Regions from separate parts of the Mus musculus genome. Here all the other regions are linked to region 4. A link is a contact called in public Hi-C, HiChIP or PLAC-seq and promoter capture Hi-C data. All regions are on one chromosome and are shown on one strand. Each heading gives the region's core, a stretch centred on a gene start, on an enhancer-like site or on the middle of the called end of the contact. The rest is flanking DNA. Distances are from core to core; before and after follow the strand shown.

Evidence for each region. Promoter capture Hi-C pulls out the DNA fragments that hold promoters and counts their contacts. A called contact is a pair of places that touch in the nucleus more often than the background predicts. HiChIP or PLAC-seq counts read pairs in DNA pulled down with a chosen protein or histone mark. Capture Hi-C pulls out chosen DNA fragments and counts their contacts.
Region 1: a Hi-C map of the N1E-115 cell line shows a contact between it and region 4, with 9 times the contacts expected there. The contact joins the enhancer-like site here to the promoter of Zcchc9 in region 4. A contact is called at or near these places in 4 of 39 promoter capture datasets (the C10 cell line, cranial neural crest, embryonic stem cells and 1 more), 5 of 484 Hi-C or Micro-C datasets (the N1E-115 cell line, cerebellum, cerebral cortex and 2 more), 5 of 115 datasets of contacts at active chromatin or transcription factors (T-cell acute lymphoblastic leukemia, astrocytes, embryonic forebrain and 2 more) and 2 of 9 other capture datasets (liver and pancreatic islet).
Region 2: a promoter capture Hi-C map of hippocampal neurons shows a contact between it and region 4, with 4 times the contacts expected there. The contact joins the enhancer-like site here to the promoter of Zcchc9 in region 4. A contact is called at or near these places in 1 of 39 promoter capture datasets (hippocampal neurons), 1 of 484 Hi-C or Micro-C datasets (the N1E-115 cell line), 5 of 115 datasets of contacts at active chromatin or transcription factors (CD4 single positive thymocytes, embryonic forebrain, embryonic stem cells and 2 more) and 1 of 9 other capture datasets (adipose tissue).
Region 3: a contact with region 4 is called in an H3K27ac HiChIP or PLAC-seq map of DN3 thymocytes, with 14 times the contacts expected there. The contact joins the enhancer-like site here to the promoter of Zcchc9 in region 4. A contact is called at or near these places in 10 of 39 promoter capture datasets (the 3T3-L1 cell line, the C10 cell line, cranial neural crest and 5 more), 4 of 484 Hi-C or Micro-C datasets (the G1E-ER4 cell line, the N1E-115 cell line, common lymphoid progenitors and 1 more), 17 of 115 datasets of contacts at active chromatin or transcription factors (DN3 thymocytes, the NIH/3T3 cell line, astrocytes and 12 more) and 3 of 9 other capture datasets (adipose tissue, liver and macrophages).
Region 5: a promoter capture Hi-C map of adipose tissue shows a contact between it and region 4, with 5 times the contacts expected there. The contact joins the promoter of Serinc5 here to the promoter of Zcchc9 in region 4. A contact is called at or near these places in 4 of 484 Hi-C or Micro-C datasets (B cells, CD4 T cells, embryonic stem cells and 1 more), 4 of 115 datasets of contacts at active chromatin or transcription factors (DN3 thymocytes, astrocytes, memory CD8 T cells and 1 more) and 1 of 9 other capture datasets (adipose tissue).
Region 6: a Hi-C map of the N1E-115 cell line shows a contact between it and region 4, with 6 times the contacts expected there. The contact joins the enhancer-like site here to the promoter of Zcchc9 in region 4. A contact is called at or near these places in 2 of 484 Hi-C or Micro-C datasets (the N1E-115 cell line and regulatory T cells).
Region 7: a contact with region 4 is called in an H3K27ac HiChIP or PLAC-seq map of large pre-B cells, with 2.2 times the contacts expected there. The contact joins the promoter of Spz1 here to the promoter of Zcchc9 in region 4. A contact is called at or near these places in 2 of 115 datasets of contacts at active chromatin or transcription factors (large pre-B cells and stem cell-derived neural progenitor cells).

The regions. Positions count from the first base shown.
Region 1 is chr13:92,732,195-92,735,134 of GRCm38.p6, reverse strand. No RefSeq gene overlaps it. Among named protein-coding and RNA genes, the nearest start is that of Gm41018, 27 kb to the right of the region's middle. Within about 2 kb of position 1,639, at least 22 of the 459 cell types and tissues checked have an H3K27ac peak or open chromatin away from gene starts, as enhancers often do. A contact at or near this core is called in the N1E-115 cell line, cerebellum, cerebral cortex and 1 more, where this site is marked.
Region 2 is chr13:91,037,960-91,040,659 of GRCm38.p6, reverse strand. All of the region lies in intron 4 of Atg10 (autophagy related 10), which reads left to right. Among named protein-coding and RNA genes, the nearest start is that of Gm46434, 110 kb to the right of the region's middle. Within about 2 kb of position 1,274, at least 128 of the 459 cell types and tissues checked have an H3K27ac peak or open chromatin away from gene starts, as enhancers often do. A contact at or near this core is called in the N1E-115 cell line and hippocampal neurons, where this site is marked.
Region 3 is chr13:90,966,229-90,968,928 of GRCm38.p6, reverse strand. All of the region lies in intron 5 of Atg10 (autophagy related 10), which reads left to right. Among named protein-coding and RNA genes, the nearest start is that of Gm46434, 36 kb to the right of the region's middle. Within about 2 kb of position 1,293, at least 26 of the 459 cell types and tissues checked have an H3K27ac peak or open chromatin away from gene starts, as enhancers often do. A contact at or near this core is called in DN3 thymocytes and the N1E-115 cell line, where this site is marked.
Region 4 is chr13:91,806,317-91,809,016 of GRCm38.p6, reverse strand. Zcchc9 (zinc finger, CCHC domain containing 9) reads left to right here and starts at 1,321. Exons shown (of 6, transcript NM_145453.2): 1 at 1,321-1,407.
Region 5 is chr13:92,609,877-92,612,688 of GRCm38.p6, reverse strand. Serinc5 (serine incorporator 5) reads right to left here and starts at 1,551. Exons shown (of 12, transcript NM_172588.2): 1 at 1,402-1,551. The coding sequence starts at 1,428.
Region 6 is chr13:92,591,739-92,594,582 of GRCm38.p6, reverse strand. No RefSeq gene overlaps it. Among named protein-coding and RNA genes, the nearest start is that of Spz1, 17 kb to the right of the region's middle. Within about 2 kb of position 1,417, at least 80 of the 459 cell types and tissues checked have an H3K27ac peak or open chromatin away from gene starts, as enhancers often do. A contact at or near this core is called in the N1E-115 cell line, where this site is marked.
Region 7 is chr13:92,574,892-92,577,610 of GRCm38.p6, reverse strand. It overlaps Spz1 (spermatogenic leucine zipper 1), which reads left to right and starts at 1,379. Exons shown (of 1, transcript NM_030237.3): 1 at 1,379-2,719. The coding sequence starts at 1,645.

The DNA.
Region 1 (2,940 bases), core at 390-2,889, 930 kb before region 4:
AAGGGACCACCTTGACACCCATCTCATAAATATTCATAGAAATTTCTTTAAAATCCACAAAGTGGGCTGCTAAGATCCTTTGGGTCCTTCAGCCTCTCTCGAGGATACTTTCCTTTGCTTTGCTAAACAGACTTCTGCTTATACTGTCGCTTGGCAGAATTCTTTCCTCCAAGAAGACAAGAGCTAAGGAGAACCTTCACCAGGTTACAGATACAGAAGGTTCAGTATCATCCTGGTAGGGCCCACAAGGCGATCAGTCCCCAGAACAGAGCTCACCTGGGCCAGGCAAAGTGTCTGTCCCAGAATGGCTGGGCAGAAGTCCCTTGAGTTCCACAAGAAAAGGGCACCGCCTTCTTCTCCAATCACTCTGGTTGTAGCTATGAAAGTAATGGGTGCTGTGATCAATTTGGCCACACTTTTGGACTGGATTTTACCCCATTTTGAATGTGAGTGAGTGAGTGAGTGAGTAAGTGAGTGAGTGGTTCTCTGCTTGTCTATACAAGGGAAAGCCCATTGTCTGCCTGCTCGCCCAGATCCAATTTGATCATTAATGCCAGTAGTTACACCTGTGACTATAACAATCATATTGGAAAGCCTAGAGACACATGCTCACCAACCACACCATGTACAAGCTGGGGCAGGCCTCTGAAGGTAGCACCCCAAGGCTGACACGTGACCAGCACACTGAAGTGCGGGTCGTGAACCTTACTCTGGAGAAATGCCGCAGTGGAGGACCCCAGCCTAGGACCCTGGCTCTAACTCAGGCGCACTTTCTCCTGCTGGTGCCCGCTTCAAAGTGGCAATTCCAAACGGCCTATCATCTGGATCTGTATTTGGCAGCTCTGTGCATTCATTAGACATTTTATCTGGTCCCCTACAGAGAGTCCCAGTACATCAGCTCTCTGAGCTCCTTGAACACGGCAGCCTCTTTATTCCTGCCTGAGCCATTCTGTAGCCAACATCTATCTGCGGCATTATGTGAGGTGCGGTGTGTGGTCTGAGAAGTGATACCGGTCATTAAGATGGAGAAGAGAGAAAGAGTCGTGGTCATCGGTGCCTATGAGAGAAGACCCACGGCTGGGCCTTGGCTCTGGTGAGAAAGACCAACAGCCGGTGCCTGGCATGTCTCCGGGGACCTGGAATGACGTGTGCCTGGGCACAGCTTGCATCTCTGGCCCAAGAACCAGCTGGCACCAATAGAGCAAAGAGAGGGTCCCGAGTTTGTTCAGCCAGCTGGCAACATCCCAGCCCTATCTATCCCTCAACCATCTGGAAAATGGAAATGAGACCTCTGCTTGCTACCGAGTTCCTGGGATTTACTCATGAAGCCCCCACATACCTAGAGGAGGCTGCCCTGGTTTAAACTCTTGCTCGGCCTCTTTTGCTCGAAATAGCGAAAGTGACCCATAAATCGGTGCTCTCTGCCAGCAGCTGTGAGGGTCCTTGCCATTTCTGCTCTCCCACCCCATTGAAGGGAAGCCCCCTGCAGGCTCCTGCTGTGGGCCAGCCTCGTCTCTGAAGCAGAGAGTCCAACATCAGATCCAGCGGCTTTTGACTGGGGCTGAACGTCTGCTAGTATGGGTGCCGCTCCTTGCTCTATGGCGCCCCCTGGCTCTCAGCCAGGTTGCCCTGAATGCATATTCTGACTAGAGACAGGGAGGCAGAGCTTCTGCATGCCCCACATGCTTCCCGATCATGCAGATGTCACTGGTCCAAGTAAGAAGTGCTAGACAGCACAGCGGGAGGAAACTTTAGCCCAAAATGCATTCACATAGAAAGCTGGGCTCCTGGCCTAGCTGCTGGGTTAGAGCCCAGTGTAACGTTCTCTTAGATGTTCCAGACTGTGCAGAAATGGACCAGAAAGCCACGTCACTTGGCCTGCCCATCATTCCTCACGGCAGCAGTGGCACACAGCCTCGGAAACTAGGTGGCATTTAGCTGGGTATTCAAGCCAGACCCAGCAGTTCATCTTCAGTTGGGACTCTGGGATCTGTGGCCGAGGACAGCCCTGTCTAGGAATGTACCTGAAAAACACCACAGTCCTTTCCCTGTGGCTTTGCTAGACTTACCCGCCTCCCTCACCCACTCCAGCTCCAACAGGGTCCGGCCAAGCCTGGGGTGGATTCCTTCTGGTTAATTGCTTTTTTTCCTGGCAGGGTCTCTAAGTTCATGGAATCTGCCTCTTGTCAAAGGCAGAGTGTCAGTTGACCATTGAGCACAGGCTGCAGCTAGTCATGGGCACTCATTTTTCATTAGCAGCTCTCTTTCTTCTCCATACTTACTACGGTCCTACCACTCACTTTAGAATGTTCAGGAAAGTGGTGAAAATAAGACTGAGTCCGACATCAGATCCAGCTCCCTGCCAGCCTGCCCAACCTCCTGGCCTGGCCCAGCTCTCAGACCTGGATCAGTGTCCACCGTTTGGAAAATGACTTTCCGATCTGTGCAGTGTATAGTTGTGATTTGTATTCACGTCTGCACAGGTTCCACCGCCCCTGAAAGTTAATCCTGCAGCCTGCCATGCTGATCTGCACAGCCTTTGCCCGTTGCCTTTGGTACTGGACTGTGAGCTCCCATGACTTTCATCCCAGCGTTCCCAGGACTGACCCTGGACGAGCACACCCTGTGCCGGTTTTTCCAGCTACCCTCTCTGTGCTGCTAAACGGTGTGAATTCAGATACACAATCGATCACTACTCCACTTGATACGAAGTTGACCATCCACAGAAGCTTGCTGTCAAGTGGCCCTGTCTAGGAGTTGTGCACACCGTTTTCAAGTGAATGGGGTAGACACAAAATCCCATCTTATAGAGCAGGAAAATGTCTCTGCAGCTTGCTTCCCTCCATAGGCTGGGGTGGAGGGGTGGAGCCATCCAGTTCCCCATCTGGGTGAGAATTCCTCCCTTTGAGAGGTGTAAACAATGTCTACCCTAGTCCCAAT
Region 2 (2,700 bases), core at 25-2,524, 770 kb after region 4:
TCCCAGCCTTAAATCTCATCTTCACAGTTTTGGCCCCTTGCCTGAAGTTGACTAAGCCCCCTGGCCTTTCTTGACTTTAAACAAGTAGGAACAACTTAAAGCTGCAATGTTTATTTACTTCTAACTTTGCAGTAAAAAATTTCTTTCTGTCTCAAGTGATGCCATTAACTCCTAAGTTCCTGGGCTTCTTTCACCAAGAGCTTATGGTTATTTCAAGAAATGCTTATTGGTTAGGTTAAGGGGTATTTAAGAATAGCAGTAACACCTCCACTAGTCATCTACACACCTCATGCCTCAGTGCCTCGATATGCTGTGATCTAACGCATTGCCTGACAAGAAGGTGGACACCTTGTCTCCTTGGAGGCCTCTGCTAATGATGCCACATGGAGTCCTCACACTGCAGCTTGGAGATGTCTGGGTATGCCCTGGGTAAATTAGGTCAACTTCAGGCCTTGGACTCAGAGCTCCATCCAGTCCACCTCTTACCTTGTGTGTGGTTTTGTGCATGCCTTTCTCGGTAACAGTTTGCATTTGCAGACTACTAATTTCTGGATAGCTAAGACATGTGAATTTAGCCAATGATCTCTTATTTTTAATTAAAAAGTAGCATAAGCTGCTTTGAGTGTGTATTTGGTGGGTTTAATCACTCACTGCTTTATATTGTTTAATGGTCTCCAGTTTTGCAGGGCTGGCAGTTTTACAAGCACTTACGATTTAAAACAAGAGCAAATTCTTAGAGAATCCCTGGTGAGAAGATTTTAATCTGAGGTGCAGTTCCTAAGAACTGACAATTTTGGGTAAATTTTTAACCTGGGACTTGAGGACACAGATAGTTACTAACTCTCAAACTCTTGCTGCAGATTCATCCATATGATTACTCCTAACCTTTAAAACATTTGCTTTATTGTAATAATATTTGATTTAGAGTCCAGAGGTTAAAGAGGATTTCTTGTCTCTACACTGTGCCCTCTACTAAAAGTTGGGGAATATATTTGTTACGTGGGGTAGAGGAGGTGGGGAATGCTTCCTTGATTCTAGTTTGCAGTCGCCCTGCCTAGCGCTATCTAGATTCAAAGACAAGCCAGGGCTGCAGGTAGAGGACACAGGGCACTCATTCGGATTCTTCAGAACTGTTCTTTCATGTGATCGGTATTCACTGTAAGCACTTAATCACCAGAGACGAATTTCCAGAGACAAAACAAGTCCTTTAGCTTGTCAGCATCAGGGATGCGAGGGATTGCAACATGGCTGCTTCTAGCTGGAAGTGGGTCTTGCCGAGACCGGCTGATGAGCTCACGCTGGCTCTGTGCTCTGCACGTGCCAACAGCTCCCCTTACAGCACAGCACAGTGATTGTTCCTGCAAGTCCAATTATATTTTAATGACATTAGTGTGCTTCCTGCATGCCTTTCTACATGGTGATTTTAGTTCTTAAAACACACATACACAAGTAGCACTCCTGGTTCTATTTTTAGAATTTCAAGGCACCCTTCCTGTGTACCTGATAAAGAAAACCAAAGAGGTCATTTGTTTTTTGTAAAAATATATTCCCAACCTCTCATTCTGTCTTGTATGGAATTGATTTTTAGTTCTTTTTAATTCCAGAATTCATTTGCTTATGCACATTAAAATATGGGATTATATTTTATAAAGCATATTGAGATGTTTTCTTGTGGAGAAAACTGGAAAATGGTTCATTGCTTGATCATTCTGTGTACTTTTAAATTTTGCTTTTACCTAACGTAAACTCAGGGGCCTTCTAAGAATGCACCATTCTTCATTTATGAGTCATTTTTTAACGTATTCTCCCTAGTCCAGTCCTCCTTTCAACGTCTGCTTAGCCTGGCTGTTCATGTGTTAAAAGTCTGATGGTGTAGAGAATGCATTCCTAGCGTCGTCTTCTTATTCCAGGCCTGGGCTTTTGTTATTGGTGGTGGTTTTGTTGTTGTTGTTGTTGTTGTTGTTGTTGTTTGTTTCCTACCAAGAGAATCTGACCTAGAAACAGGATGATTGTAAAAATTCTTGCCCAAGGGTCTTGTCTGTCTGTCTTTCTTTCTCTTTCCTTTTTTCCTCATTCCTCCCCATTTTTTCTTTTGTTTGATGTTGCAAAAAATAGTTTATTTGTTTGTGACAGGAGTTAGAGTTTCTTTTGCATCTGTTAGTAAAAATCAATTTCTCTGCTTAACTTTGATTTTTTTTCTATACACTCACACACACACATACACACATACACACACAGGAAAAGTAAAGCAAGGGTTTGGTAGTTCCCATTGAAACTGACATTGCCCCCTTTATCAACTGGTTGAGATTTCTTCTGAATCTGTTTTGTTTCTTGACATGCAAATCCACTGTGCTTTGAGTTCCTGTGGCTCCTGTATATGATTCAGTGTCTGCCTGAGACTCAGCTAACATGCTGACTACCCTTGCTCCTCCCACGTCCTGTCTCATATCTCTCATCAGACCATGTCATCACCTCACACACTGCAGTATAATAATGTGTCTGTTTATTTGCCCTCCTACCAGATGGTACGCAAACATATAAAAAGTAGTGAAGGATATCAGTGTTGATTACCTACAAAGTGAGAAGCATTGATTATGGATCTGTGCTTGATAGTTACGTGGCATTTTACACACACGCCATGCTCACCTTGCTAATTTTGTTATTCACATCGTCATCCGTAGGCAAGCATCAGCAGATGCT
Region 3 (2,700 bases), core at 44-2,543, 840 kb after region 4:
GAGACTTTATCATGTAGGTATAGATTTTTAGCCAGGCAAACCCCAAATCTATTAATCAGGCATTATCCTGTGACGCAGAGCTCTGATTGGTTGTTGACAGAGATTTATGTTCCCAAAATGATTGAGCAAGGGATGATATCAGGTTAGCATTTGAGTTTCTGTAGTGAATGAAAACGGAGAAAGAATGAAAAGCCTGAACTAGAGCCGGCTGGAGGAGAGATGCTCGCCAGAGTTCATTTTGGGACTAACTTCCAATAGGTGAAAAGAAATGGGAGTGTTTGGTGGAAGCTGTGCTTTGGGTGGGGGTGGGGGTGGGGGTGCTGAAAGATGCTTTGGAGAATTAAGGGGTCAGAGCAATGAAGTGAAAGGAGATTTCAAAACAGTCCTTCAGTGAAAGTGAACTTCTGAGCCTCTGGAGGTGTTCATCTGAAAGGCTCTTCCTGTCACTATGGGGAGTTGGTGTCTCTGGAGGTCTTGAGTAGACAGAATGGGTTGTTCACTTGAGTTAAAGAAAAAGGTCTGTGTCTGTTGTCAGCTGTAAAACTAAAGGAATGCGAAAGTTAGATTTTTCAAAATTACATGGTTTAAACTTTTTGTTTTATGCATGAAAACTGATATTTCTACAAATATGTGGGTGTCACCACATAGCAGATATGCAGATGTTTAGTCAACTGACACAATAATTGAGCCCTGTACTTGTTCAGTATGAAAATGTACCAAGTAAAAGACTCCAAGATTTGTGAATTTAAGAAATAGATTTCCTCATTGCCAGTGCAAAGTAGTTTGGCTAGATCATATTTGAAGGAGAATGTTGTAATCTTAAAAACTACCATACCAGCTAACTATTACAGTGCCCCTCAGTTAATGCAAAGACATGAGAGCTATAGCATTAGAGGAGCTTTTTGCTCATGTTTGCCTTTGAATCACGTGAGTCACTAGGGAAGACGAACATCCTGGGTTTTAAGTTGACCGTACCCACATGTTTGTGAACCTTCACAGCTGGAAGGCAGTATGAAGACGGCATTGTGGCAAGGAGATGCTTTCTTATAAAGAAAAGCACTTAGCTTTTCAAGCAGATTCCAGATTAGCCAGCTGTTGCTTCCTAGACAGGCCACAGGAGTCTAGAACCAATGACGTTGGCTTCTCTATTGAGGGGGAAGATGTGGTGGTTGTAGCACTGGCTGTGGTCTCCATCTCCTTAGCTTATGTCAGCCTGTCACAGCCGGGCTCCTTCTCTGCCTGTTTCTCCTCAGCAGCAAGCCTAGCATCCATGCCTACAGTGTGGTGGATGGCTCTCTGGCGGTCTCTGCTGGCGGATGTTCTACATGTTTCCAGGAGGAACAGCCCAAGACTGACTCTATTAGAGAATTTTGAAAAAAAAAAAAGTGTAAATACATAAATAACAAATATACTAAAGTTCCCTGTTGTGAACCTAAGTGAAGTTTTAACTTGTAGCTATAACTCTGAAGCAGACAATGTGTACAAGCATCTTTGAGTGTGCACATAATGAATGTATAGCCCTGTTTCTTGGTTGAAGGGAAGAAATTAATCATTTAAAGTCAATTCATGGTATGTGTGCATGTGTGTGTTTAAGTTCTTAAAGCTCATATGTCTCTAATTTTTCTAGCAGGCACTTTTCAGCATATGTCAGCATGTTTGTAGGTTTTCTCATTGTTTTTGTTAGCATTTAGATTGCCAGCAAGCCTTCAACCTGAGCATTAAATCTTTTAATTATTATAGTCATTGATGGCCATATTTCCAGATTACAATCTTCCATGAACAGATGAATTGGAGATATTGATTTGTTATATTAAAGAGAACTAATGTGTGTGTTTCCATGCATATATTAGCATATTGCATCAGAGATCATGTCTCATCTCTTTCCCATTTTTTTTTCATTTTAATTCTTGATAGAGCATGTATAATCAGTGAAATAAGCATCATCCATTAGTGAGCTTGGTCTTCCCTGAAGTATTACTATGCTAAACAATCCTATTACCAAAGCATTATTTTGATAGTTTATTAAAAGTCCTGCAGCTCTCACATTGCTATACTCAAACACAGCTTTATGCAATTAAAGTTATAATAGGAACTTTATTACAATGATATATAACTTGTATCACCCTAATAAAAGTTCCTGTACACAGCGATGCTTTAATAATGCTGTTTCTGTAACACTGCTTCCTTCGTAATGGGGACTTCTCTCATGGCAACTTCATTATTAGGAAATGATCTCAGTAATAGAAATGCAAATACAGATTTTGAAAGGAGCGTTGTGTGCACGGCTCCATTATTGACCTGCTGTCTTCTCATGCATTGCATATCATCATTATAAGCCAACCATGTAGATTATAGTTACGATTACGGCCATGCTGTTACAGTTTAGCATTCGTGTCATTCCAGGGAAACACTGACTGCCATTTTAAGATGAAATTTGGGAGTTAAAATTATTTAAATTTTAATTAAAATTAGAATCAAAAGCATTAAAAATGACTTACAAAACTTTCTCTGATTTTTATTGTATCATAGATAGAGGAGACATCGGCCCTTAAAATGGGGTGTTCCCTTGATGTTCTCACCGTCTTCTCAATAGATGTATGAGAATAATGCTTTAAGGGAAAGAATTTCTGTATCTCCTACTTTCGTAGATACCCGCTCAAACAATCTGACTGACTGTGGAGACACTTGAAGTAGAGATTT
Region 4 (2,700 bases), core at 72-2,571:
ATGTAGTAAGGAATGGGGATCAATTATGTGAGAGGCAATCAGGATACAGTAAAACTTATTATACAATCCTCTGTGAAAAGAATCAAAAAGCATGGCCTGGGAGAGGATGTTTCAGAGGCTTAGATAAGAATAAAATCTTGGAAGACTTGAAACAGAACATAATTAAAGAAACCAGAGTATTATGTAAGCAGAACAGCGTATGTAAATCCTGGTGCTAAACAAAAAGAAGATGGGAGAAGGCCCCTTCGTACAGAGCTTAAATAGGACAGAGATTGTAACAAATGCTCTTCCAGAGTTTGAATATCATCTCAACATTGAGAAAAGATGGAAGGGGTTTAGTCTGGAAGACACCAATTGGATCTGGCGCTCTGACTTATATTTTCAAAAGTTCACTTGTGTAAAACATCTGGGCAAAAACGTCTGCCCAGATGAGCTGCAAAAATTCGGGCCAACACAGTGAAAGCTGAGACAAGGAACGAACGGGACAGTCAGTAGAGACAAAAGGCGAGAAGAGGCAGTGGATCAAATATTTAAGAGGCAAAATAAACAGAGCCTGATGGAGGACTAAATGTGTACGTCCATGCCGTTTCTCACTGAACAAACCTGGGGGAGGCTTCCCGAGCGAGGGAGGGCGGGGGAGCACTAATAGGACGGAGGACTAGAATTTTATTGAAAAATGAACTCCGGCCACCAACTGTGAATTAACGCCAGGCAGGGCAATCATGAAGTACCACTCAGAAGCAATAGGTGCTCCGAAGGTCTCTTCAGACTTGCATCTCAGCGACTCTCTTGGTGCGCTGACACTGCGGAGCCTCGGCTCTCTCTCTCTCTCTTTCTCTCTCTCTCTCTCTCTTTCTCTCTCTCTCTCTCTCTCTCTCTCTCTCTCTCTCTCTCTCTCTCTCTCTCTCTCTCTCTCTCCCTCTCTCTCTCTCCCTCTCTCTCTCCCCCCCCTCTCTCTGTCTGTCTCTGTCTGTCTCTGTCTCTGTCTATCTCTCTCTCTCTCTCTCTCTCTCTCTCTCTCTCTCTCTCACTATTTCGCTACTATTTCAAATTCATTGAAATATATTGTCCAATTCAAAGGACCGTGTAAGGAAGACCTTCCTCCCAAGAGTCCTTCCGTCATCTAGACTGCACATTCTGGGACCGCACAGACTGGGCGCTCATTATCTTTGTGTCCGGGGACTCCAGTGCAGCGCCCTTACAAACAAACACTACACGACCCACAAACTGGCACAAGCCAGCCACCTTCCCCAGTTTAAGACCCACAAACACCTCACGCTTCCCTTGCTTGGCCTGCCGGAAGTGACGCGTGGAGACGGTGCACTTCCGGTCTCTATGGCCGCGATCTCATCCGGGGCCGGGCTTCTCTGGTTCGTTGTCTCAGCTGCTCTGGAGGATTCAGACCCGGTAAGGAGCTACGCGGGTACCACCGGTTAAGGCGTGGGCGCCTCTGTGCTACCTTGGCCGACTGGGGCCGGACTCCTGCGGGAGATCGCGAGGGCAGAGCCCGGGAGCTAGCTTGTCGGATCGCCGGCTCCGTTGCTGGGAGCGGGCCCCGCAGGCCTGCTAGGGTGCCCGCGGGTCGCAGTGCTGGGGCGGGCATGGAGAAGCGATGCCGCGCGTGCGGGGGCACCAGGGCTGTCCGGCTGTCCCGTGTCACCCTCCAGACACCCAGAGTCTCACATTCCGGGTGTGCGGGAGGAGGATCCGCCCTCTTGGTGACGGGGGACCGGTGCACTGTAAAGTGGCATACAGCGTCACTCACCGGCCCTGAAAGCATGTTGCAGACTCCTGGTGCCAAGGCTTTAAGTTGCCTGGCACACTGGATGCTGCCCTGAAAGTGGCAACTCGGTAGTTGAAATAATCCTTTGATTGTGTCTGGTGTATTCATTCATTAAAGAAGAAAAAGAAACTGTTCTCAGAATTGCTAGGTAGTATGCAAAGTAAAATACTCAATTTTATGTTGGAGCCAAATAATTCGTCTTAAAATACACTCCTTTTAAAACTGCTTACATCTGCATTCTAAATGAAAATCTCTAATTATGCATTTATTAAAGGTAAACAAACAAGATTTCTTAATGTGAAGTTTATTTTACAATTTGGATCACTAAAATGGGTTCATTGAAAATGACTTAAAGCCGGGCGTGGTGACGCATGCCTTTAATCCCAGCACTCTGGGAGGCAGAGGCAGACGGATTTCTGAGTTCGAGGCCAGCCTGGTCTACAAAGTGAGTTCCAGGACAGCCAGGGCTACGCAGAGAAACCCAGTCTCGAAAAACCGAAAAAAAAAAAAAAAAAGAAAATGACTTAAAACCATTAGACTGCAAATGGCAGTCACCCTCATTAAATAAGAGAAGACTGCCATGTGACTACAGACACTTTATAGACTGCCTTTATACATCTACAGGGGAAAGACAGACGAAAGGACAAGACTTGTGTATGTTTACTAATGTGCTTTGCAAGTAGTTGCATTGAAATGGCAAACTAAGCAAGCAGATTGGGAGAAGGCAGACTGGTTTAAAGGTAGGAAAAGAAATGGCCAGGACGACGGCAGGGTTTAAGAGGACCATTTACAGTATTTACATATGATTTCTAACTTAAAAATCATTTGCTGGCAAAATATTTTCTAGTTTTAACTAAGCATATGTTGTTTTCTTCAACTGAAGTAGAACCTCTCTGTTCAATGCCAAAATACTGTAG
Region 5 (2,812 bases), core at 302-2,801, 800 kb before region 4:
TTTTTAAAACTCACTTAAGTACTAACAATAAATTCTCAGAACCTGAAGTCAAGCACCTGTCAGGAAAGATCTTCACGGGGCTTCCAAGAGAGAAGGGCTGATGGCCCCAAATACATGCAATTACTTACTATACAATGAAAAGGGTTGCATCAAATTGAAGAGTATCACAAAACAACCAGAAAAATGGACTTGGAGGTGCTGCTCAAAGAGCACTTGCCTAGAACTTACAGCACCAGCAAAGAGAGAGAGAGAGAGAGAGAGAGAGAGAGAGAGAGAGAGAATGAATATTTGCAATTTTCTGAAAACAATCTTTTCTGCCCCTCTTGGTCTAAAAAGCCTGAATGGGTCATATTCCTTCGTCCTTCCTTTCCAGACATTGAGGGGACGGGCATCATTTTACTCAAACCAAAAAGCCCCACTTTCCTCATTTCTGAAAAATGCCAGCTTGACATACAGGGCCACCTCTAAGAGGACAGGACTACTATAGGCCACTAAACCTGATGGGTCCAGAGACACAGCTTAACCCCCTACAGCACGTACAGCTGGCTCCCATTGTCCTGACGTTCAAAGTAAACAAGACCAGTCCTGCACCTGAATGCCCACCCACCGCGATCAGATTCGAGGTTTTGTTTTTGTTTTTTATAACCCCTTAAAACCTAACAAAAAGACAACATGGGAGAAAGACATCCAGATGGCTTTACCTAGTTCGCTGTTGTTTTTCTAACCCTGCAGGAAAAAAAAGGGAAATTAGCATTAAAGGGCTAAAACCTAATAATTCTCTCCAGTTAGGAGCCTCCTATGGCTTGGATATCGTGAATTTAACTGGCAAGATTACAAAACAGGTTCCAGCAAGATGAGTTGCAAAGAAGGGAGCGAAGGCTCGTGCCCAGTCAGGGTTGGGTAGGGTCCGGTCGGTAAACCCATAAAGCAGGGCTGAGCCTTCCCTGTGCCTAGACTTGTGTCCGGGAGTTTGCAAATCGGATATCCAGACGTTCTCGTGAATACAGAGCCCCATGTTCTAGACCTGGAGATGCCAAACGCGGCCGCCCTGCTCGGACTGACCAGTTGTGCTCGGAGTACAGAAACAGAGATCTTGTCCAACCCCACGTTTTTCCTGGATTTATCCCACAGGCAGTGCAGTGGCAGGAGAGCTACGGAACTCAGAGCCACTACTCGAGGCTTCGACCGGAGGTGACACGTCCTGGGAACCGATGGGATCCTCAGCTCCAGACCCGCTCGCCCTGCCAGCCCGGAATCCCGGAGGCCGAACACCGAGGTCGCTGGGGTTGCCTCTCGGGCTTCCCCGCGTCCCTTCCCGCCCACAGGGTTTCCAGAACTCGAGCTTGGCTCGCGTCGGTGTCCGCGATTCTGATAACCCGCGCGGCAGCCCGCCTCGCTCACCTGGCCAGCACAGCACCGGGCAGACATCACCGCGGCCGACGACCTCGCCTCGGGGACGCTGCCCGCTGGGCCCGTCACTCGGGCCCTCTCGGCTTGGTCCGCGAGCGCGCGACTGAAGAAGCTCGTCTTGCTTCCTATCCCCGAGCCCAGCAGCCCAGCTGAGAGCCCCGTACCCTGGCCCGAAAACAACCGCCGCCAAGCCCCGCCCCACAGGCTCCGCCCTAAGACCGCCCCGAGTGTAGGTTCCGCCCCATATCCTAGGCCCCGCCCCTTGAGCGGCCCGGCGGATGGCTATGGCCCCGCCCCTTTCCGGGCAGCACAGTGGGCTTCTTCCTCTCTGGCACTTCCGCCGGAGTTAGACCAAGGGAATGCAGTCTTTACAAGCTCTCGGGTTTTACTGACCCGCCGGGTTTCGCGGCGCTCCTCCGCCCCGGATCCAGTAAACTAGATCCGCTTGCCTTTGGTAGTTAAAACCGTAGCCCTAGAGGAAGACTCCCTCCCGAATGCCCTGCGCTGGTCCCTCCACGAGGGCGCCACTGGTATGGGACTGCGATCGCCTTACTCCTCAGGCATCTACCAGATCCACGTTCGGGAAACCCCTCTGTTCCCGCACCCCCTCAGATGCCAGGTCTCCCCAGGCGCCTAGCTGTTCCACCTGCTGTTCCCGCGGAACTCTGACCGAGAGTCGATCTGGGAACCTAGGTTGGGGTCCTAGTTGCCTCTCAGCTGACCCACGTTGAAAGGAGGATTCCAACATTTGCTTGTTGGATGCCAAGGGAGTGCCAAGTTTTGCTCTCTACCTGAATCTCTTCTCACGGTTACTTCAAATGTAAAACCATTTCTGTTAGTATGATTTTTACACCAATGCCTTTTTGGTTGGAAGAGTATTTCAGATAAACATTGCTGTACCCGTGTGAGGAAAGTGACAGCGGATAAGTAACTTGAATAGCTTGCCTAAAGCCTTGGGAAGTGAAAACGCCTAGCTGACAATCCTAGCCTAGCGTCTGATCCTCAGGCACAAAACCCAGGACTTGACCTTCCCTGGACAGAGCCTTTGCCTATAGTGTCTTGGGAACTTTAGGAGATAGAAACTAAAAAAAACTGTTTTTGATAATCCGTGCTTTAGTTATTACCAACGCTGAATCTTCTGGCGTCTTAGATCCAGGAGTTTAGAGTAACACACACAACCGAGCCCTACTTGGCGGTTAAGAAAAGTTATGAAGACAGTGGCTGTAACTAAAAATAAGAAGGTGTGGGAGGAGCAACCTGCTGGGTGGCAGCCTGTAACTCAGAGCCAGGACCTCCGCAGGGCTTCACAGCGAGCTCCATTGTTTGCTGCAGGGCGGTCACTAGACTTAGAACTTCAGCCCCTGGGGAAACCGGTCTGACACCAAGAGTTTGTCTTTGTGGG
Region 6 (2,844 bases), core at 168-2,667, 790 kb before region 4:
CCCCCCACCCCCCCACCAGGGAACATATTAATTTCAATTATTTAGTCCGTTCAGGTTAGAGTTAGGTCTGTTTCTGCTGCCAGCCATAAGGAGACGTCACTGAGATAGATGTACAAGGTGCGCTCTGGGTTTTAGTTTGTCTACACTCAGGTGTTTACAAATCCTTTAGAAGGGGATCCAATTAGCCTGACTCATTTTGTTTCTGTCCTTTTCTGAGTTGTTCTTACCCTCTGTTTATCATAAAGTCCAGAATCACACAGCTGTAATAGACAGACATCCTGTGAGTCAAAGGCAGACTGCCCCTGAGCAGCAATTTCCTTGACATTTACAAGGCTGTGAGAAAAGTCCTCAGATAATAGCCAGCCCGACTGTGTGACCTGACCTCGACCATTTGCAATCAAACTGCCCTGACTCTGCCTTTGTTCTGGTCCTGTGTGATCTAAGGCTGCTTTTGGCACCCCAAAGGGGCCTGGCACTTAGCTATGTCTTCCTGACAGCAAGGGGAATAAAGGTTTTTGGGGTTTTTTTTCCCTGTGATTCTTTGGGGATGAGTGGCTAAATCTCATCTGCTAGGATCCCCTGGCATCCCCAGAGTGACACATCTACCCTGGAATACAGTAGCATGTTGAATACACCTTTGCATCTTAAATTATGTAAGAAGTTTTCAAGCAGTGTATTGGAGAGTTGCCAGGCCTCAAATCCAAAGTCTTACAGATGCTAAGCACACTAACATTTATGCTACCTACTTACTACTGAGTATCTTCAGCTTCACTAAGATAAATATTGGGGGCTAAGGATGCAGTTCAATTGACGAAGTGCTCATTTAGCATGCATGAAGCCCTGGGTTTGATGTCCAGCCTGGTTAACATGAAATATATTTGTGTGACTTAGGGAAATAATAGTGCAGTTACTATACACGTTTACTATGAAATCTCAAAAAGCATTTCTAAAAGATGGTTCATTTCTGTTCTTCTACATACCAGGGAAATTTATTCTGCTTTGATTTTAAAATTCAATCCACAAAATATTCACTCTCCTGATTTCAAGTAAACACAGCTTATAGTTGAGGTTGTCAGAGTAAGGGAGACAAAGGCAATTTATACCTCCCTCCTGCCAAGAGCACAGCCTGTGGGCTGTAAGACTCTCAGCAGTTAGGATGTCCACACAAGATTTGTCTATCAAACATGCTCGGTTTATTCACAACAACATTCCTTATAGGAGCTGCTAACATAAAAGTTAAACAAGCAGGAGATGAATGGTTGTTTGGGCAGAAATGCTGCTGCAGGGTCCACTGGGGAATCCGGGGGAGGATGCTATCTATGGAAGCTTGCAGGCTCGGCCCACATCCTCTGTGAGGTTCTTCAGCTGTTGCTGGCAGGAAGATAGCGCGGATGGTGGTCTGGGAGGTCCTAAAGAGCACAGGCCAATAACTATCGCTGACAGACAGCCCTGTGTGGCCTCAGCAAGAGAGGTCACTGAAGCCAGGGCCACGCCCAGTCTCAAGTCCTCTTGGTGATGCTTATGAACACGAGCCAGAGGCGAGGTGTCTAAGGATCGTGACAGTGAGGTCCTACAGAATATTCCCATCGTTCCAATTTTTGTATCATTTCTTTGGTAGCCTTGCCACTCTTAGGGCTCACAGCCTGGCGGAGCCTGTTCACCAGCTCATCAACAGCCTGTTGGGGTTATCTCATTAGCATATCAGGGCCAGACCTGGGCTGAGCTCAGGTCTGAGCTGCTGGGTGGTCTGCCAGGGGCTTGCTTTTGGGGCCTAACTCTTATCAGAGCTGCCCAGTGACAAACTTATATCTTATATGCGTTACATTATTCCAAGTACACAAAATGACGTTTGAGTCATTCAAAATGGTCTTTAAATTATGTTTCTTACACTCCCTCTCTCCCAACCTCAACGTTCCTCACTAATGTACTTTAATTTCCTAAAAGCAGTACTAGAGGTCTGGGTCTATTTCTTTAATAATGGGCTTTTTTTTTCTTTTTTCTTTTTTTTTTCTTTTTCTTTTTTTTTTTTTTTTTTTTTACCTTGGCCTATCTTTTCAGATTACATTTCAACAAAGGCCCCCTGGTGTCTCTTTGAGTCATTATATTCACAGCATCTTTGAAGTATGAGGTCTTTGGAAGTGATTGGCTGGATCCGAACCACAGCCAGTTAGCTGCCTTCATGAAATCAATAGAAGGCTTTCTTTTGAGGATGTCTTTGTGAGAGACAAAAGGCAGAATTTCCTTCCTGGAAGGAAGGCAGTTCCATGAATTCTGTCTGTTTATTCGTAGTCAGGTTTCAGTTACTTAAGAACAGTTTAGGTCCATTTCTTCATATCTTCTTCTTCTTCTTCTTCTTCTTCTTCTTCTTCTTCTTCTTCTTCTTCTTGGTTTTTTGTTTTTTGTTTTTTTGTTTTTTGTTTTTTTGTTTTTTTTTTTTTTTTTTGAGATAAGGTTTCCCCATGTAGCCCTAGCCATCCTGGAACTCACTCTGTAGACCAGGCTGGCCTTAAACTCAAGATCCTCCTGCCTCTGCCTCCTGAGTGCTGCTCTAAGGGTATGTGCCACCACTACTGGCTTAGGTCCATTTTTTAGAAATGCTTTTAAAATAGATTCAGCTGGAGATTTTGTTTGTTTATAGACAGGGTCTCGTGTAGCTTGATGCTTATATAGCAAAGGACGACTTTGAACCCCTAGCCTATACATCCAATACCATGCCTAACCCAGAGTACTTATTTTAAATTGCTAAAGAAACAGATGATTTGGCTAGGGGGTGTGATTTACTTCATAGAGTGCATGCTTATATGCAAGATGTCCTAGGTTCAGTTCCCAGCATCGAACAAAACC
Region 7 (2,719 bases), core at 130-2,629, 770 kb before region 4:
ACTTGAACTCAAGTCCTTAAGCTTCCAAGAAGCTGCTCTGACCCATGGAGTTATCCCCATGTCTCAGATTATTCCTTTAAAAAATTATATATATATACATGTATATATATATAATACATATATATATATATATATAATGATTGAACTGAGTTGTTTCAAATGCTTTAGACACATTGTCATTTTAATCAGGTACTATGAGAAGTGGCCAAGCTTTTTATCACTGACTGGAAGAGTCATAAATACATTCAGAAAGCCTATCTTAAAAGTGCCACATTTTAAAAAGATTCCCAAGTGGAGGACTGAGGATACAGTTTGGAGGCAGAACACTCATGTACTATCTAGAAAGCCCTGGGTTCTTCCCTGCCCTGTCCTCCCCCTGACCCTCCCCCTAAGGAGAGAGACAGAGAGACAGACAGACAGAGACACACAGAGAGAGACAGACACAGAGGGAGAGGGACCGAGAGAGAATTTATAACTGTGCTGTTGACTCATGCCAATAGCCTCTTACCATTCAGTAGAATATTTTTGAATGAAAAGATTTCTCACATTAGTGTCCAAAAATCACTAAAGATGGAGCACTTTGAGAAGTTCTGCTTTCTATCCTGTCTTAGTCAATGTTCTATGACTATGAAGAGACAACGTAACCATGGAAACTCTTACAAAAGGAAGGCATTTCATTGGGGCTGGCTTACAAATTCAGAGGTTTAGTCCATTGTTATCACAACGGGAAGCACGGTGACATGCAGGCAGACAAGGTGCAGGAGAAGGAACTGAGAGTTCTACATCTGGATCTGCAGGCAGCAGGAAGAGACGTATACTCTGGGCTTGCAATAGACTTTCTGAACCCTCAAAGCCCACCCCGTAGGTGATACACTTCCTCCAACAAGATCATACTTCCTAATCCTTACAAATAGTTCCGTTCCCTGGTGACCAAGTATTCAGATCTACGAGTCTATGGAGGCCATTCTCACTGACATCACCACACATTCCTAACTCTTCCACAACATCTCTCCTACAGCTGGAGCAACACTTCCTCCTTCTATGAAAGAATTCTTATTCAGCCTGCTGTGCTTTCTCTCAACTATATTTACCCTCAGGTGGAACACCGTGGTTGTGGTTGGCTCGATGTGGTGTGGTGTGGTGTGGTGTGGTGTGGTGTGGTGTGGTGTGGTGTGGTGTGGTGTGGTGTGGTAAGGCAGGGGGGTGGGAGGGTGAGGTAGGAAATTGCTGTAATGCTCTTAGAATGAAGAGCCTAGGAGAGAAGAGAGGGGCAGGCATGTGGGAGGAGTAAGGTTGGCTGTGGTGTCTGAGTTGTGGGACAGGAATCTAAGGGACTCCCATTGTGATGTAAAAGAAACAGAATGTGTTGCCCCAGAGGGGCAATGACAGAATAAAGACCTAGTAGCTGGGGCCTCAGAGAAAATACCAGAAGCCTAGCAGAAGGGAGATGGAGCTCCAGCTCCAGGTCCCCCTTCCCACCTCCTCCCCCTGGGCTGTCTGAGATGTAACCTTCTACCTGAATACCACCTCCCTGGGGTCAGTCATTAACTCTGGCCCATAACTCCTGCCTGGTTCCATCTCCTCCACCGACTCCCAGGAGACTGCCATCTGCTCTCCCTGGACTCTCTGGGTCCTCAGGTCCCAATGTCGGACACAGACAACTCAGCGGAGATGCCCGCCCGGTGTCCATCTCCTAACCCTGCTCCTGGTGCTAAGCAAGAACCACCGAACTCTGGGATCACCATTTCCCTCCTTGAAATCGGATCACTCCCCACTGTCTGCTACCACTCCTTCCCACCACCAAAGAATAGCATCTGTCCAGTAGAGAAAAGAGGGAGGGTACAGAAATTTAGCAATCTCTTAAAAGACGTTAAGGATGTTCTCAAAAACATAGCAGGCGTTGAAGAGAAGTCTACAGTTGGGGAGCCTTTTGATGATGCCTATATTCCTGAAGACCTGTCAGAACTTAACGTCAGAGGTGTTGAGAAGAAAAATAAAATACGATTTAAAGATGATCTATTCATTCATTTCGACCCAGAGAGAGAACAGAACACAATGAAGCAGATGTTATTGAAAAACCAGAGTGCTAAGAACATGGTACCAAAGTTTGCAAGGGACCTGTGCAATGCAGAAGAAACGAGAGGCTTCGACGGCATGCTGCTGAGCGTGAAAAGACCGCGGAATGGATCCCTTCACCTTCGCGGAGAGTACAGAAAACTCAGGAACAACATGGAGCAGTTACTGCAGGAAGCAGATCACTGGAGTAAACAGCATAACGAACTCAGCGAACTAATGAGGTCATATCAGGAATGCCAGAACGAAACCCAAGAAACTACTGACAAGGATCGAGCCTGTTTGCAAAACCAACCCAACAATGGGCTATCCACCAAGCAGAAGCTGGAGGAGCAGGTGAAGAAGCTAAGCCATGACACCCACGCGCTGCATTTGATCGCAGCCCTGCTAGAGAATGAATGTCAGGTCCTACAACAGAGGGTAGACATCCTCAAGGATTTCCATCTCCACGAAGCGGGACTGGGGCACGAGAAGCCTTTGCAGATGTCCTGTGAGCAGGACAAGAAATGTCCGAAGTTAGCGGAAGCAGACAAGACGGACGCTTTCAAGCATACCACGAGGGCAACGGAAGGCACGATTAGGAAACCGAAGATCCTCAGGAGCCCGGATGTTTGCTTTACTAAGAAGGCTCGGAATAACCGCTTCA